Regions from separate parts of the Gossypium arboreum genome. Here region 2 is linked to region 1. The links are chromatin contacts, called in public Hi-C maps. All regions are on one chromosome and are shown on one strand. Each heading gives the region's core, a stretch centred on a gene start, on an enhancer-like site or on the middle of the called end of the contact. The rest is flanking DNA. Distances are from core to core; before and after follow the strand shown. Region 1 holds the start of LOC108487572 (zinc finger protein SHOOT GRAVITROPISM 5-like). Region 2 holds the start of LOC108476238 (protein BASIC PENTACYSTEINE2).

The links. A called contact is a pair of places that touch in the nucleus more often than the background predicts.
Region 2: a contact with region 1 is called in a Hi-C map of leaf, with 3 times the contacts expected there. The contact joins the promoter of LOC108476238 here to the promoter of LOC108487572 in region 1. A contact is called at or near these places in 2 of 5 Hi-C or Micro-C datasets (both in leaf).

The regions. Positions count from the first base shown.
Region 1 is chr1:44,556,929-44,561,067 of ASM2569848v2, reverse strand. It overlaps LOC108487572 (zinc finger protein SHOOT GRAVITROPISM 5-like), which reads left to right and starts at 2,210. Exons shown (of 3, transcript XM_017791945.2): 1 at 2,210-2,747; 2 at 2,842-3,241; 3 at 3,709-4,139. The coding sequence starts at 2,630.
Region 2 is chr1:45,519,538-45,523,676 of ASM2569848v2, reverse strand. LOC108476238 (protein BASIC PENTACYSTEINE2) reads right to left here and starts at 1,821. Exons shown (of 2, transcript XM_017778387.2): 1 at 1,666-1,821; 2 at 1-751. The coding sequence starts at 747.

The DNA.
Region 1 (4,139 bases), core at 961-3,460:
CTAAATAAATAATTAACATTTTTATTTATCACCACAAAAATTATGAATAGATTACATCCAGTATGATATGATAACTATTTAATATACTAATAATAGAGCCTTCAATTTCAAAATTAGAAAACCTAATTAATGTTTAAAACTAAATATTATTAATTAGTTTTAAAATGCATTAAAAACACTATATATTTTGGCACAACGCTTATTAATAACATGTCTCTATCCTATGTAGCTGCTTTAAGCCAGTGATTAAAGGTAGCTACTATAGATCTAATAATTTCAGATACAGTAATAACACAAATGCAAATATTAGTATTACCATCAAAATTCATATAATACAAATTATTACTATCAATTTTTCTATAACATCTATGTTTATTTCTTAAAGTTTTGTCTGTTATATACTTATAATAACATGTTGTTATAACCAGATAATTATTTTAAACTTACCATATCATACCATATAAAATAAGTGAGAATTATGTTCAAAATAGAAATAAAGTGAGAATCAAATCAAACAAAACTAAAATGTGTATAGCATGTGCAAAATTATTACTTTTATGTATATTTTATTTTACATTCTTTCACATAATTAATTATGAAGTTCATAAAACTAACGAGTTCAATTAATTAGTATAACTTATCTACCTTTAAAAATATATACATGAGATCAATTTATAAGTTTATGATATTCTAAATTTATTGTAAAATATTTAATTAAAAATTTAATAGTTTATTGAATTAATATTTTTAATTTCACTCATTGAAGATCATTTTATTTAATAAAATATAATTAATAAATTTTTCATGTAAAATTTAATTTTTTATTGGAATAATATTTTAATTAAGATCATTTTTATTAATAAATTATAATTAATAGACTTATTTATATGCTAAAATTATAATTTTACTTAAATTTTTAAATAATATATTGTTATAAAGAAGTAATTTAATAAGAGAAATGTACTTCATAACTATTCTTACTGTGTGGGGATGGCAGGAGCCCCATCTCCTCAACATGGAAAACTTTTCATTTAAGCCCTTTAAAATTTTAAATTAGTAAAAGTAAAATTATACTTTAACCCCTTAAAATGATAAAATTTTGATTTAATCATTTAAAATTATAAAGATATAGACTATTAAAATGGTGAAATTGTATTTTTACTATCACAAAATTACAATTTAATTTTAGTCCCTTAAAAAATTTCAAATTTTGCCTCTGGTTATAAGTGAATTGTTTTAAATGATTAAAATAAAAATATAGAAGTTGATTCTACTAAAATTTAGTTATTTGATAATTGAATTAAAATGTTGATTGAATAAGTGGGGTAGTAAAAGATTCTGTTAATATTTATCGATATATTATTTAAACCTCTATAGGGTTTACACAATTCCATGATGATAATTAACGATGTTTTATGATAAAAGAATACGAGTGTTTGTTGGAACCCATGCAAACCTATTTCATATACAGTCAATATGATCTTATATATAATATATCAAAATAAAATAATATCACAATGTAGATAGGTTCTTCAATTGAGTTGAATTTCATCACTCTAATTCTATCTCTAGCTCAAATATTTTTCATTCAAAACTTTATTTTTTCAACTTTTTTTTATATGTATAGCCAAAATCAGTATCTACCACAATAACTTTTTTGAACTCATTAGCTGAGTGATATAACAGTAACTTTCTGGCAAATAGAATTATTAGGGTTCCAATATCCCTTTTTCTTTATTGGAGAAAGAGTTACATAATGAGAAATAGGGCAAATTTTGAAGGATGGGGGAGGAGATTTTAAATAACTAAAAGAAAAAGAAAGAAAAAAAAAATCTCTTATAGAAATGATTTCAACCTTCTTGAAAGTGACAAATCTTGTTTCCCTCATCTTTAGAAAAACTGAAAGAAAACAGTACTAATTTAGGGTTTTAGTTTACATTTTGCTTAATCAAACAAATAATCCATTTTCACCCCTCCCCCCAAGATTTACATCTCAACTTTTTCTCACAAAAGGGAAATGAAAAAAAAAAGAGGTCAGGTGGAAATGGAAGGGTGGTGTGGCCTGCAGTTACTATTCATATATACAAATAGGAATAATATATGAATAATAAAGAAATAAATTCATGCAAATTACTGTGTGATTGAATAATGACAGTTTGTTTTGTTGTGAGGATGTTTTTTTGTTCCTGTCCAAATGCCTGTGTGTTATTATGTGGGTGTGGGCTCCCAAAACACAAGCATTTGTGATTGAATCAGCCCCCTCTCCTCCTCTCTCTCATTCAAAGGAGCTTTATAAGTAAGACTTGCCTCAACCTTACCTGTTCATGGTGGGGGTCTAATTGAAACAGCAAAACCAAGAAAACTTTTTTTAAATAAAGCTTAAAAGATAGAAAGTTGATGGCAGAAAGCAATAGCTTTTTCTTCTTCTCCATGTTCCCTTCCCTCTCTCTCTGATCCCCATTTTCCTTTGTGTAGTATTATCAGGAAAGCTGAATTTCCTCTCCCCCACTAGCTACTCCAAGCCAAGCCCTCCACCACCTGTACAGCTAAAGCAAGATTGATTGATTTGTTTTTTCACTTCAAACTCCATCACCCACACCACACATATAGTGAACTGCAAACCATCACTATGTTAGACAACTCTTCAATTTCTGCTGCACCCCTTCCATCTTCCTCCTCTGATCCCCTCACTCCTTTGGAAAATGGGGCCACCCATAAAAGAAAAAGAAAGCCAGCAGGCACCCCAGGTTGTACTAGCTTATATGTTTTAATTCATTAGTTAAATACCCTATTCTTTTGTTTTTTGTTTTGTTCATAATTGAATTGATTTTGTGTTTGTAGATCCTGATGCAGAGGTGGTTTCTTTATCTCCGAAAACGTTGCTGGAATCGGATAGATATGTTTGTGAGATCTGCAACCAAGGGTTTCAAAGAGACCAGAACCTGCAAATGCATAGGAGAAGGCATAAGGTGCCATGGAAGCTGCTGAAAAGGGAATCACAAGAGGTGAAGAAGAGGGTGTTCGTTTGCCCCGAGCCAACCTGCTTGCATCATGACCCTTGCCATGCTTTAGGTGATCTGGTTGGCATCAAGAAACATTTCCGGCGGAAACACAGCAATCAGAAACAGTGGGTTTGCGAGAAATGCTCTAAAGGTTACGCTGTTCAGTCTGATTACAAGGCTCATCTCAAGACTTGTGGCACCCGGGGCCATTCTTGTGACTGTGGCCGTGTCTTTTCCAGGTCACTCTCACTTCACTTCTTCATACCCCCAAAATACAACCTCCTTCTCTTTCCTCTTTCCTCTCAATTTTTTTTCCACATTCAAACCCTAAAAATACCCTCAAAATCATCCTAAAAACAAAATCCAAGAATGATTTCCTCTTCCCTATTCCCCATAACATGTTTTTGTTTGTTTACTTAATTAAAACCCAATTACACGCAAAATAGTTGTTTACAGACACTAGAATTCAGACCCCAGTTCATATTTTAATTAGTATTTTCATACAGGAAACCTAGTCTCATAATCCGACCTATAGGTAACTAAAATCAATTTTATATTGCATTTTATATTGCTTTGTTCCTCGTTAACCCTACATGAAGAGGACTTGGTTGCTTCCTTGACTTAGTTTGTATAATCCAAACTTGATTATTTAAAAAAAAAAAAACCTGGAACAGTCCAAATTCTCATCTAATCTGTGTCGTTTCAGGGTGGAGAGTTTCATTGAACACCAAGATGTTTGCACCACTCGACGAGTTCAACCTGAGTTGCAGGCGCAGCTGCAACCTGCAGCAGCCTGCTCCTCTCGGACGGCTTCAAGCACTAGTCCTTCAAGCGATGCCAACTTTAGCATCGCCCCATTGCATGGATTGCCGATTACAAAATCAACGGAGCCTGTTTTCTTGTACAAGCGTGTGTCTGGTTCAGACTATCAGCGCCAACATCTGCAACACAATCTTGAACTTCAACTTCTACCTTCATCAACCGCTAACTCGAGGGATTCATATGAGGAGTACGCTACTCATTTGAAGCTATCGATAGGGTCCAACGACGGTGGCGAAAAGAATGCAAGTAAAACGACATTGGAAGCTAGTAGGTTGAAAGAGTTCGCAAGTGGGCAGCTAAAGTTGGCCATGGCCG
Region 2 (4,139 bases), core at 572-3,071, 960 kb before region 1:
GACCTTTTTGAATGCCCCTTGACTCATTTTCCGCCCAGCTATCCTCGCACCACGCCTCTTGGTGCTCATTGGCAAAGGATACATGGATACATTTGTGGTGCAACAAGCAGATTGCCAACCGCCACAGCCCCATCGATAGCATTGCTGAGGGGTTCCAGTGCATGAGCAAACCGGGATCGGAATGCCCGAAATATCCATGTCGTACCCATTGATTTTAATATCCATACTCTTCTTTGCTGGCTTCACACGTTGAACAGAAGAATTGGTATTATCCTTTGGCTTCCTAGGCTTTTTGGTCTTTGGCGTCTTCGGGGCAGACTCACTCTGCCTTTTCTTCAACTCCACACTTTCCTTGGTAGCTGGTGACTCTTCAACTCTGCCAACCACCCTCTCATCTCTTGTTGAAGAATTGGGTGATGGCTGCAAAATTGGCAGCGAATGAGCAGCTGAAGTTTCAGGCAGAATGCCGTAGTTAGGAGAAATACCCGGTAACATGTTAAAAAACTTTTCTCTCTGGCTAATCCATCTATCCCTAACATAATTCATGGGGATAGGAGCCTCCGAAACAATGCAGTCGCGTGGGTGAAAGGCAGCATTGGGAGTAACCATGAGATTCGGATCGCGCATTGGAATAAAAGACTTTGTGTCCCGCTCAGCCATGCTTGACATAAGCTGCAGACCAAGATGTCCTTTAAAGGATGGCTCATAGTAACCCCAATTACGCATGTTCAACGCATCGTCATCCATGAAGCTATACATAGCCACCAACAACAAGAACAAAATGATTAAACTTTTAACATGATTCACATTATTCCATAAATGCCATTCAAATCCTGCTTAACATTCCCATTAAAGAACCCACAAAGACCATGAAAAAAACATAACAACACTAAAGACAGACATTCAAACAAAAAACAATGTTTCAAATAAGCAATCTAACACATTTACATGAATGAAGCAAGATTCAGCCACATCAAAATACATATGAAAGCAAATAAAAGATCAGACAAGAACCAACATTCAAAATTCAAAGATCCGTTTGATTCCCAAGAAAACAAAAAGGGGCAAATATGTTACATTTTCTAACTCTCAATTGGGAGGAAATTGAAAAAAGCCCCCAATGAGCGGCCTTCACAGTATCGCAGATCCATGATATGGAAACGAAAGATCTAAATCCACAGTAAATATGTATATAGCAGATTTGGAAAAATCTAAGATCCCCAAAGCAGCAGAAATAGAAATTTAAAGATACCAAACAGAAAGATGGAAAATTTGAGATTCAAAATAATTTCCAATTCCCCACATTTCCCCAAAGTCCAATCTTTGCACGCATCGTAACCCATAATCAGATCTACTATTATAGACCAAAAACAAAATCTTGAAAAAGGAAAAAAAAATAAAGTTTGGGTTTTTCTTTTATGGCAGTATCAGGGCTTTCAAAATGGAAACTTTATAACATCCTTTAGATCTCCTTTCATAAATTTCACCTCCAGAGCTCGAACAAACAAACAGACAAACAAATAAATAAATGAGAATACATATGAAAAGTTTTAATAGTACAAAGAATAAGCATGGAAGGACCCATATATTCAAAAACTGTTAGAAAGAGAAAGCAAAGAAAGAGAAAAGAGGGGAAAGGAAAGTGAGAGGAGAGAGAAAACTTACTTAGAGGGGGTGTAAACGACTCTTTAGGGTTTGCCCTTTCTGGAGAGAGAAAGAGAGAGGAGAGAGAAACCTGCGAAGGCAAAAAAATAAACTACGAAAGAGAAAGAGAGAGAAAAGAAAGCCCAAAAAAATCAAGAGAGAGAATGGGAAAGACCTAAAAATGTGCATCTATCAAAGGGGATTTATATATATCAGGAGTTTCACTTTTTTAAAAATAATATAAAAACATCAAAAGAAAATTATAAATAAAATCATTTTAATTAGAGATAAATATAATCTAAAAAAGTTATTGGATGAGTGTAGGCCATATGCCTTTGAACAAACAAACAAAAAGGAAAACTTGTTATATCTCTTTTCTACATTTTGTATGTGGACAAATATGTGATTTTATAACAATGGAAAACAAAGATAGTCAATAGATTTCTATCAATATCTGCCTTCCCTTCTCTTTTCTTTTTATCTATATAATTTATAATCCCCATCAAATGTCATCAATCAAGTTTTAAAATTTATTCATTTTATAAACTAATCAATAGTATTTATATCTTTTGATAAATCTAAAAAAATCTATACAGATTTGAACTAAAAACATAATTTTTAAAATTTTATTTTTACTATTTCAATCAAGAAACATTTAGTATTATATCATTTTTTTATAAAATTTTTCACTAATATTTTGAATGTACCATAATCTACTTGCATTGGAGATTTTGATCAAAGATTAAAAGGGTGAAATTCAATCAAATTTTTAGTTGATTAACATGTGAAATCTTTTTAAATGGTTAAATAATATTAATTTATTTGATAGAATACACATTACTCATTTCCAGCTTAAGTCAACTGCCTACTACATCACGAGAAAGAAAAGGCCAACATCCTAGCTAAAAGGTCATCTAGAAATCTAAGGGTATAATACATGCACGGATGGGTGAAATTTGTAACATCTCTTACCTAGTCCGATCATCGAACCCGAGTAATAAGATGTTACAAGCAAATACAAAAAATTATATGCAATGTATATAAATTCCATTCACATATTATGAAATGTAATAATTTAAAGTTTGCAAGGACTGAATTGTGTAATTCAAGCATGAAATAGGATTCAATTGTAAAATTTTAAAATTTTAAACTTTTAAAGTTGATATTGATATGTAATGAATGGGTATTGATATCATATTAAATACCGATACCAAATCACGATTTTGTTTGTTATGCGAAATAAGGGTATCGACATTATTTTCTAGTATTGATATTTGATGAAAAAATACTAATACCATTCTGGCATTCTATTTGTTTTAAAATTCTTCATATGATCAAGTATCAATACCAAATGCCAAAATATCGATACTTAAGTTCAGAAATGGTAAAGACCAATATTTAAAATGTCCATTTCATGCCCAAAACACCTAAAGCTCAAATGGTAACCATAGATATAATTATAGACCTGAAAAGCATCAACCAAGGCATACCACAAATATCACTTATAACAATCATCCTAAGTGTCTAACCAATATGCCACAATTGGCACCTCAATGAAAAATTCAAATTCAAACATAACATTATATTCAAAATGATCCAATATGCCCTCCAAGGCACCTAAAAAAAATTAACATTCCATACTTGTAATAGCCCGTTTTTGGGTCAAATCAAAATAGTGGTTTCGAGACTACAAATCCGAAGCAGAAATATTTATTTTACTGTTTCTTTAAGGTCTATAGCATAATAGAATAATTTTGTGAAAATTTCGTTAAAAAATTTTATCGATTGAGTACTCAATTTGACTAGAAGGACTAAATTGCAATAGGTGCAAAATTTGAGTTCTATAGGCTAAAGGTAGTAAATTGTTATGAAATTATAAATTAGAGGCCTTAAATGGTAATTAGACCATTATACACTAGGATAGACAAAAATGGAAATAGAGTAGGTAAAATTTCAAAGTTTAAGTGAGGGGTAAATAGGTAACTTGGTAAATAAAGGCAAAATAACTAAATAAATGATGTCATCTTCTTCAATTTAGTCCCCCATAGCCGAAAATTAGAAGAGGAGACATAGCTAGGGTTTGGCCAAGCTTTCAATCTTGATTGTAAGTCCGTTCTTGTCCCGTTTTTAACGATTTTTATATTTTTGAGATCGTTGTAACTTGATTTAGCTATTTCAAGGACTAATTTGAAAGAAAATTAAAGTCTAAAATTTTAACCATGTTGAATATGCTTGTATTTTGATGTTTGATGGTAGAAAATGCATGTTTGATGTTTGTTAAATGACTTTTGTAAAGTGATTTTAGGTAAAAACGTCAAATAGGGACTTATTTGTAAAAGTCTATAAAATGTATAGAAAAGTATGAATAAACGAAAATTGTGGGCTGTTATGAGTATAAAAAACATTCAGCTAGGCTTGGGTTGTGAAGACATTGAAAGAAATTCATTTTACAAGCCTAAGAACTAAATTGTTAAAAGGTTGAAAAGTTAGGATGA